Linked DNA regions of Sus scrofa: region 1 is linked to region 2. The links are chromatin contacts, called in public Hi-C maps. All regions are on one chromosome and are shown on one strand. The core of a region is the stretch at or near the end of the contact, and the rest is flanking DNA. Distances in the headings are between cores, read along the strand shown.

Evidence for each region. Hi-C and Micro-C count contacts between places; a contact is called where the count stands out from the background.
Region 1: a contact with region 2 is called in a Hi-C map of embryonic fibroblasts, with 1.8 times the contacts expected there. The contact joins the promoter of FGF7 here to the promoter of DTWD1 in region 2. A contact is called at or near these places in 2 of 47 Hi-C or Micro-C datasets (embryonic fibroblasts and subcutaneous adipose tissue) and 1 of 2 datasets of contacts at active chromatin or transcription factors (skeletal muscle).

Annotation. Positions count from the first base shown.
Region 1 is chr1:122,274,978-122,280,216 of Sscrofa11.1, forward strand. It overlaps FGF7 (fibroblast growth factor 7), which reads right to left and starts at 3,728. Exons shown (of 4, transcript XM_021073771.1): 1 at 3,363-3,728; 2 at 2,222-2,598. The coding sequence starts at 2,507. The region is part of intron 11 of FAM227B (protein FAM227B); the gene reads left to right.
Region 2 is chr1:122,135,631-122,140,868 of Sscrofa11.1, forward strand. DTWD1 (DTW domain-containing protein 1) reads right to left here and starts at 3,692. Exons shown (of 5, transcript XM_021073763.1): 1 at 3,545-3,692; 2 at 2,443-2,520. It overlaps FAM227B (protein FAM227B), which reads left to right and starts at 3,713. Exons shown (of 16, transcript XM_021073744.1): 1 at 3,713-3,849.

The sequences.
Region 1 (5,239 bases), core at 2,478-4,977, 140 kb after region 2:
CTGATGAAAGTTTCCCTTTCCAAGAGTATTTACCATATCAATAAAGTATACTATATGGACAGCCTCTGAAAAATCTTTGTAGAAGTGAAGATTATTTACAAAATATATATCATGTCTTTTAGTACATTGGTATTGTGACATTCTAATTTATATTGATATAGAATGACCTTCCTTCCTTCTTTCTTCCTTTCTTTTTTACTGTAGAATTAGTGTTAGAAGAGAAATAGTGTTCTAAATTGGCTTTATGGTTACTCATGGTGAATGCCAAATTGTGTTTCAAACTGTAAAAGAACTTTAGCATTTTGTGTATGTTTAAAAACACGTTTCATGATTTTAAGAAAATTTAATATAAAATAGAAGATATATATTAGTGCATTCCAATTATAGATATTCCAATTGATACCAAATAATTATGAAAATTATTCATTTTCACTGATTTTATATCTAAATTTTTACTTTTTTATTACTTGATAAAAGCATTTTTAAAAATTAGCATGTGAAAAATTCTGTAGTGTTTAGGTTTAATACCTTATAACACAATTTGAAATTATTTCTGGCAGCTCAACTTATCATTAAATAATGTTCACTTTCATCTCATTCAATATGTGTGATAAGTACATAGATTATTCACATTTATGTTGTATATTCTATGGCTAAAAATAGAATAGACCATAAGAAATACAAGGTATGTTGGAGATCATCTGTACATACCCCACATCTCACAGATGAAAAAAATGAGAATTGGAAAAAAATGGTTCCAAAGTCATTCACAAATAGGAACATGGACCTTTCTTCATAAATTCCACCTGGGCTCCATTTTTTTCACCAAGTTCTATTATCCATTATAAATCTCAATCACTTTTAAATAAATTTTCTTGCTTGTGTAGAAGTAACTTGCCACAAGACTTTCCTCCAGATAGTTTTTCCTTAACTAAGCTTCAGTATAATCAGAACAGTATCCTAGAACTAACATAATAACATTATTAATAGCAGTAATAATAAAGCCATACTGTTAGCAATCCACTAAGATGGGCTTAACATTCTGTATCAATTATAGTTAAAAAGTGGATCCTCTCATTTTCGTATTAGAAACATAACTCCACATATCCCCATTTTTGTTCATTAGTTGAGAAGCCTAAAAGTGATTTATTAAATAAGCAGTGAAAGTTTTAAACATTCATTGCAAGCTTGGCACTGTGCTAGGCAAATGTTTACATCATCACCTCATGCATTCTTTTTCAACTGACTTTAACATACATAATATTATAAACTGATACAGTAATAACATTAAGTGCTAGTAACACAAACAAAATTTATTTTCACTCAGGGATTTTAAATTGTTAATGTATATGTTCAGGTATATATTTTATCCCATAAAATTTAAGACTTTTGAAATTGGTTATTAATCCTAACTGCTAAAATGATAAGTCACCCTGATATATTAACATGAAAAGAATAATTGATTCCTGAGGGAAATATAAGGCTTTACATTTAAATCATGGAATTAATTTCTCTTCCAACTCACTTTTATTTCCTCCTTCACATTTACATTTCCCTTAAGGTAACGCAGAACTTTTCTAACATGGAATATTTAGTTAAATAAAATGTTAGAAGGAGCCTATTTGTGTGCTAGGTAAATAATTAAGCAATCAAATACAAGCTCATTATGACATTATCAGAAAAGGATACCACAGATTCACTTCTGTTTTATAACTGTACAGAGTTGTATATGTCACTGAATACATTTTTAGCACAATTCAATATTTTACACCCTAGGAATATTTTTTCAAGGGAAATCAAATTATTTTTAAAAAATTCTCTATTCCTCAAACTAATGGTAAGTTAATTTTGATGAGCATTTACTGAGTACTCTATTAGAGTTCCTAATGGGTTTTGCTAGAAGACAATAAATCACATTTCAGTATGAATAATATCATTTACATTTCCCTTAACATAAAAGCACTTTGAACTAAGGTTGTAGAGACTATATTTTCAAATTGGCTTGGGTTATTACCTCCAACTATAATATTAGTAGATTTGCTCCGTTCCAGGAGATATTTTAGGAACATAGTTTAACCATCCCAATTTAGAAAATAAATAATGATATTTAATTTTTTTCAAAAAAAAAAAAAGGAAACTGAAAAGACAAGTCACTTGGAAAGTGATCCTTTCACAAGTCGTTAAGGCTCATAAGCTGTGCCATAAATAAAACATTACTTACTGTAATTGTTCTTCATCTCTTGAGTCCCTTTGACTTTGCCTCGTTTGTCAATCCTCAGATACCACTGTGTTCGACAGAAGAGTCTTCTCACTCTTATATCCCCTCCTTCCATGTAATCATAACTTCTTGTATGTCGCTCAGGGCTGGAACAGTTCACATTTGTAGCCATTTGCTCTGGAGTCATGTCATTGCATGCCAAAGATAAAGTGCCCACCAGACAGATAATGTGGAAGCATGATCTGTAGAGCAAACTTGGCAGGATCCATGTCAGTATCCATTTGCGCATTATAGTATAGTGCTCCGGGTGTTCATGAATAACATAATGAAAATTAAATCTTGAGTTGATCGTTGCTCCTAGGTCACTGACCTCTTCCTATCTGTGAATTGTAGATGGATTTAAGAACGAGTAGTTGCACTATCCAAATTGTTAGCCTTATCCTTTAGTTCCTGATAACAATATAGAATTCCTCCTTAAGTAAATCTGTTGGTATATCCTTATAAAAACAGGTTGTAATAAGCTTAGTTGCTGCGATGCTGTTTGCTACTTGACTTCTGTTTGCAATGAGAGGTTAACAAATGGGGAGGGAAGAAAGAGAAGAAGATGAAAAATTGTATGTATAAATGTCAGTGGGTAAATAGTATTAGAACATACTGTGTTATTCACACTGTGAAGATGCATTTAAAACAGCTTTCACAGAGTATGTCAATGTCTTTACTACTCTGTAGATTTATGAAAGTTAAGCATTAGTAGAGACAAATCAGAATGGGGTTGTACCATTCATTCTAGTTCCTATTTCATAAGAAACATCCTGCAATTAGAGCTATTTATTTAAATTCAGTTCTAAAACTACTATTAACAAAATATAAATGTTTTTCTCTAGATTTTTTTATTCTTTTACATTTGTGGTTTGTCATTTATTTTCTCCTGAACAGCCTACATTTCTCAAGTTAAATGTCAGGATTGCTCTGGAGAATTTCAACCTTATCTTTATGTAAGTTCTACAGCATAATTACTATAGATAATCACAAGGCTCAAAAAGCTAGTCACTTTACTTTTCCCCTTAGTACTAAAACCAGAGAAAGAGATAAACTACTCACAAACATTCAGCATTGTTTTTAAAGACAAATAACAGCCACTTACTTGTTCTGTTGATAACAGCTGGATACACAAGAATTCCATGTCTGTTGTCTGCCTTGTGCAACTTGAGCTTCTCTAGTGTAGCTACAAACTATTTCTCAGCTGAGAAATTCTCCAGCAGAATCATAATTGTTTCCATAAATCAACAGGCAAGAGGATTTTCTCTGTGTGTGTGAGCGCGTGTGAGCTTGTGTATGTGTGTGTGGAGCCTTTTATTCAGGGCTTTTCGATAAATACCTTTGCTGACCTCATTGGAAGCAATTAAAACTTAACCAGTGAGCTGTTAGTTGAATACAACAGCGAGAATAAAGGAGGCTTGTATAGTATTCATTCAATGGTCATGAGAGGGAGCTATGAACATGGTTTATGCTTAAATCTATAAATGGGTACCTACGTTGTAGAAACTAATCTCTGATTCTGAAGCAGTTAGAAGGGGAAAGAGAATTTTTTAGACTGTCTTTATAATATAGCAGTTGTATATAAGTTGAAAAATATTCCTTTGAACTATATGTAAGGGAATTTTTTAGTAGGAAATCTTTTCCACAGCTTTATGGTGCATGCATTTCTACTATCACATGTTTTTATTCAGAATGTTAGAATAAAACTACTTATATGTATTAATTCACATCTTAGTGTCTTCAAGAGTTATGGGTATATCTCTTCATACAGAGATATTTCAGCATTGCCTTTGAGTATAATCTTATGTCCTATATTCCTAGACTTAAAGTAAGAAAACCTATGTTCTTATTTGAGTTGGGCTACTAATTACCAGTATGACCTTAGGCAAGTCACCTGGCCTTTCTGAATCTCAGCTGCTACATTGTAAAATTAATCTCAATGACTCTATGGTACCTTGTAGTTTTAAAATTCTGTAACTCATTACTCATACTAACAACTAATATAAGAAGGAAGATACATGCTTTTTAAATTATTCTTCTTAAAAATCAAAAATAAGTATTTAGTTCTATATTGGTTATCAGTGTTTGATTCTTGCCCTCAGTAAGAACATCAACGTAATAAATATTACTTTAGGGATGTAATTTTAAGAGCTATAGCCCATGTAAATAAAAGAAAGCTATTTTGCCTTCCTGCTCTAGTGTGTATATAGTAGCGTTCTAATGTTTTATGAGATATCTGTTGCAAAATAATTGCATTGTTAATCTAAATCAATATTTAGGAATATATATTCAAATTCTCTTCCCCATGTTAATACCCCCAGCGTGCGCTTGCATGCACGCTCTCTCTCTCTCTCTCTCTCTCTCTCTCTCTCTCTCTCTCTCTCTCTCTCTCTCTCACACACACACACACACACACACACACACACACACACACACACACACGCACAGTACTTGAAATGCACTACTCTACCACCAGGTGGTGCATGTAGACCGAATAGGAAAAGGAAATTAAGTGCATTCAATTGCATTATACTTTATGTAGTTTCCCTATATGTCTGTGCTTTTGGGGAATAGAATCAAGAGCACAGAAATAGTTTTAATGCACTTAGTTATTCTCTAGGCAACAAATATGAAATTTCTACATTTATTATAGCAGAAGAAGGTGGCCTTTCCATATTTTCCTCTGTAGAAAGCTAGATGGCTACAAAATATTCCATCATGTATTTCTTTATAAGAAGGAATAGAAGAAAAAAAGAAAATATGATGCTGCCGTGCTCTGAATCATACCTCCATTTATTTTGCAGGGAATAGTAATGAGCAGGGTCAGAACGCCTAGGACTTGGATATTCCTTCTAAAGAAATAAAAATTATTAACCATTCACTTGTTAATATATCCAGGAGTTACTAAATCCATCTATTCAACACTGACCCTATAGATTTAATACTAAGAAATCAATAGATCAGAAGTCAAAATTTGCTAAT
Region 2 (5,238 bases), core at 2,442-4,941:
TTCAAGTAAGTTATGACTTTTAACTGATATTACATGACATCAAATCTCAATCTGAACACTAATGAAAACACAAGGTCCCAGTGAAACCAGTAATGTTTAGTTGGTTATGTTCTAACAGATGTACTCTTCTTCAACTTAAAACAAACATAAAAATATAACTAAACATCCATTGAAATGAGAGGCATTCATTACCAATTATAATTTCTAAATTTCTAAAATATTCCAAAAAGTGAAATATATGCCTATATTTATATAAAGTGTAATCTTACAACTGTTAAAACTGTACAGAGTAACAACAATGTTCACCAACTAAGAATTCACACTGCTATTCAAAAATACACACCATTCAGATTCTGCAGCTGTACAGATAAAATGTGTAAAATAACTTTCCCACTTCAATATTTCCTTCAAAAAAGGATGATTGTTGCCAAAACTGTTATTCAAATACTCTGTAAGCACAATATGTTTCAAAGGAGCAAAGAGACTGGGGCCCTTTTGATTTGATATGCATTCCAAAGCTGTAAAATGATTCTCATATTCTAAAGCCTTATGGCATTGTGGTGTTTAACTATGAGGCTCCAGGCACTCTGAGTACAAATACTGACAGGAAAAACGCTGTGACTGCAACAGGAAACTTTCTGTGGTCTCCCAAATAGAAAGTGAACAAAGAGTCCAGTGGAACATAATATACAACATAATTTACTAAGAAGTCAGTGACACTAATTTAATTAACTCATCAGGAGCTTTTTATAGATTATAAACCCCAGGGAGCTTGAGACCCAAATGAAGAGATTTGAAGAAAAAAGATGTTGGTCACTGAAGGAAAAGTAAAAGATACTTCCAAATTTACCCAAGGGAAAAGCCAAAATACCATAAATATTTTTGACGTGTACTGATTAGATGCAGGTTTACATTTTGGGCTGCTCAGAGAAAGTGATATTTGAGACTGATGGGTCAATCCCTTCTCCTTACCTCACAAATGGAAAACATTATCTGTTTCTGACCTTCACTCCAAATCATCTACCTAAAAACGGCTTTCATCTTTGCCAATATGCCCTGAATGATGGGAGAGGGCAGGATATTAAGCTACCACCTTTTCTTGAGGCTCAAATCCTTTTAAGATTGCAAGAGAGTCTTGGACTTTATCTCTAGAAAATGCACTTAAAGATGGAATATTTTGCACACAATTTCAGATGGTCTGCAGGTTTCTAGATTCCATCTACAAATCTAGGTAAAGAAAGAAATCCTGGCTAAGATCAAAATTCATTCCAAGGACAGAAGCAGCCTTAAAAGTCTGGCAAGAGATCCTGTTAGTCTCCAGAAGCTGGCCAAAGAAAAGTCACCTCTCGAGCCAAGAGAGGTCCCATCACTGAACTTGAGAAGCTAATTGACACCCAAATCCTCTTGATTTGATTTGTTCTGGTGTTGCCTGAGGTTCTTACAAACATTCTTAGGCTGTAATAGTCTAGAGTTATCCAGATCATGGGACTCATCCTAACATCTGGGACTCATCCTAACAAAGAAATCGAACTGGACTAATTCACCCTAACTCCATTTCCCTGGGTACTCCAGTAGCTATTGAGGGGTTTGCACGTGCCACCATAGGGTCTAGGCATTGTGGAGAGTTATGCAGTTTCCAAGGTGGATGTCATGAAAGACAACATGATTGCCTGACATTCAATAGAAAACTCCTGGTAAGTTTTTTTACAGCCTCAAAGTGCACTCCTCCTGAGATGCCTCAGAAATATCCCCCTATATTTTTGCCTTCCTTCTATCCATATAACTAAATTAATATTAGCAAAGCCTTATATAAAACATCCCTCCTCTACAAAATCAAACAACACAAATACCTTGAGACAGTGAAAGGGAAATGTCTATGGCTCCTCTCCTTGCCTCACCTACTTCTCACCTATGGCTGAGGTGGCTACAGAAGAGGCCTACAGCTGTTAAGTCATGGGTAGCTCCTTCCAAAGGTCTCTAAAACTGTACAACCAGGATATCTGTCTCAACCTCACCAACAGCCTGTCTCTAATATGTACACATCTTCTGTTGCAAACATGATGACTCAAAACCTTCCAAACATGCTTGTTAACATCAAATACGTGTGAGAAATACAAGTGGAGTTGTGGGGGTAATTGAGAAAACATAAAAACACTTTATTCCTAAGATAATAACAAATATGTTTACCTTACTGGTGTACCCATCGTTCTACAACTTGGGGTGAAAACAAACCAATTTTTTCTCCTTCTACCCTCTTTACCTCCAAAATTAATTGCACGAGCAAGTTCTATCAATTCTACCTTATACATAATGTTCTATTTTTAGTCTCAAAGTCAGGACTCTAGATAGCCCATGGCAATCTCTTACACCTTTTTACTTTTGTGTACTTATTACTGGTTCCATATATTTAACACGGAAAAACGTACTTTAATTTGGAATTACCTTTTCAGTGAAGCTATCCCTCCTAGCAGTCAACTCTCCAAGAGCATAATTCTTGACAGATCTTCCTTATCCCTGTGTCTTATGCAGCATGGAATTCAACAAATACTTGTTAACTAAATGAAAACCATTCTGAAAAAGAAGCATCCACTATGCATCTGCTACTGAAGTATCTGATAAATCTTTACAGGCCATATGCAGCCTAGCAGAAATGGCAGAATTGCAAAATTTTTTTTTGGTGGGGGTGTTAAATAATAAAGGAAAATTAACTCACTTCCCAGAGGAACATCATAGAAAACGCCCCTATCCTGTACTTCAGACCTATTCAAAACTAGGTAAAATCCACTTCATCCCCCCCCTCCCCCGCCAGAGTATTTTTAAGAACCAGGTCACACATGCACAGGTCCAATACCCATTTTTTTAAATCCAAGGTATCACCTTCTCAATACACACTAACAACTCCCCACCCACCATGTGGTAGACGGTCAGTCTTGTCTTAGTTTTTCATGGTACACTAGGGTTCCAACAGAAATAATTCTTAAATATTGTGGTTTTGAGCCAAGTGGCGACTTTATTATCCAACTTCGTGGAATTGGCAGCTTGCAGTGTTAACATTCTTCCTGACTTGTACTACCTTCCCAAGAAATAATTCAAACATAAGGAGCAGATTTTTTGCTTATTATGTAATCAAAATTTTAGTATTTTAAATACACTGCATGGCACGCTGTCTACCAAGTTTCTTCGTGATAATCAATGCCCCGCAAACCACTCCAACACTAAAAAATAAAGAATAGACTTCCAAAAGGACTAACTTTTCCTGGACAGACTTTTCTTGGGGTGGAAAGCACTGAAAATAATTGTTAGGTGAAAAAAAAAATGTTTTTGGAGGAAAAATTCGTACGCCTTTTCCCCAAAGGGCCCTGAAGATCTTAAAAAACGCAAGCGCCCGAGCAGGGACCAGGGCCCCGCTCACAAGCGACGCTCCGCACGACCTCCGCTACGGCCCTGCCAAGGAGCGTCCACTCCGGCAGCTGCCCCGCTCCGGCCAAACCACCGGTCCCCAGAGGCGCGGGGCGGGCACGAGGGATCGCAGTGGGACTCAGACCTGCACAGCCCGCGGGTCGCCGCACAGCTCCACGCGTCTTCCGCTCAGCCCGAGCCGGAGGCGCGCACCCGGCCCCGGTAGCAACTGGGAGCGGCGGAGCGCTTTCCGGGCGACACCAGAGGGAGGAGCCCGACCGTTGCCAAGGCGGTTGCTAGGGCCGGGCTCAGCCAGCCCTGAGGGCGAAGGTAACGGGTGGGGAGGACCGCGGGGCGGGGTTAGACGGGAAGTCCCGCCTCAGCCTCTGCGCGAGTCTGTGGTGTTGCCCTTTTCCGGAGAGAGGAGTTGGAACAGCTGGCCTTGACAGGGTAAGGATGGGCCTTAAGACCCCTGCCAGCCCTCCGCTGAGCTCCCTTCTACGAACTGGCCGGGACCGCCAAAGTGCGATGCGGTTCTCGAAATGTACGGTCAAGGTGTAGTTGCAGTAAGTTGTGAAACATGCGGTTCCTACAGAACTTTCCCATTTCCAATATCCCAAATATTTTAATCGTGGGAACTTTGTTCTATTACTTTTTTTTAAATGACTGTCAGGAGAAATATTTTGTGCGCTGAGTAGTAATGAAAGCTATTAGAGAAATTATATATCTTGATGATTTTGTTTGCTAAACTACACACTCATGTAGAGTTGCACTACTTTGTTCACTTTTCCCGTTTGAAATTAAGCATAATATGTGGATAGATTATTAAGCCATCTTCCCTTGCCCCAACCTAAAGAAAATCCAAACAGAATGAATGCGTGTTAACAATCGTGAGATGTGGAAAAAGTGGCCAGGTATTGAGCAATGTATTGAATACTGTGAATTTAGCAACTGAGAGAGAAAAAGACAGAACCTTGACTTAGAGGACCTTAAAGATATCGTTACACAGTACAGAAGACACAGTATGACTAGTAAATTACACGAATTTCAGAAGAGCTCAGAGTGGAGTAGTCAGTGAAGGCTTATTGACTGGACTTGTGTAAAGCCTTGAAGAATAATTGTGGCTTAGGGCTGTGTTGTTCAGAGTTATTCAGTGTGGGTACCACTGGTGGGGAAGTCCCATTTCTGAGCAAGGAAATCTATTTAGTCACAACTACACTTTTTAAAAATTGAGATGGTCTACTGTGGAAATATCCATGCATGGTACTTGGTAAAGTTAAGTATTACTTTATGGAGTTTTAAATTATATATATGCATGAATGTGTGCACTAGGTCATGTTTATAAAATGTATTTCTCATTGTGTGTTTCTCTTTTAGAAAATTTGAAAGTCACTGCTTTAGGGGGAAAGACTAATAGCAATAGCAAAGTCTCCAAGCCAAGAATAAGTAATTCACACCTTTATCTTTTTTAACTACTTTAATTCAAGTGCACGGATTAAAAAAGCAAATCATTCTGTTTATTAATCAGAGTATCAGGTTATAATAGCTATGTAATAAATTATTCAAAAATATGGCTTTAGTTCAGTAGAGCACAGCGGAACAAATTTTTTTCTGATAAAAGTCAGCTGGGAAAACTATGAATGCTAGCAGAGCTCCTGTGTGTAGCTTCCCCATGTGGCCTGGGCTTCCTCACGATACGGCATTGGGGTAATCAGACTTTTTAGCTTTGTCAAGGGTTGCAATAAGCAAGGCAGAAACTACATGTTCTTTTCTAATTTAGTTCCTAAAAGTAACATAGCATCATTTATCTCACATTCTTTTGATTATAAGTGAGTTTCG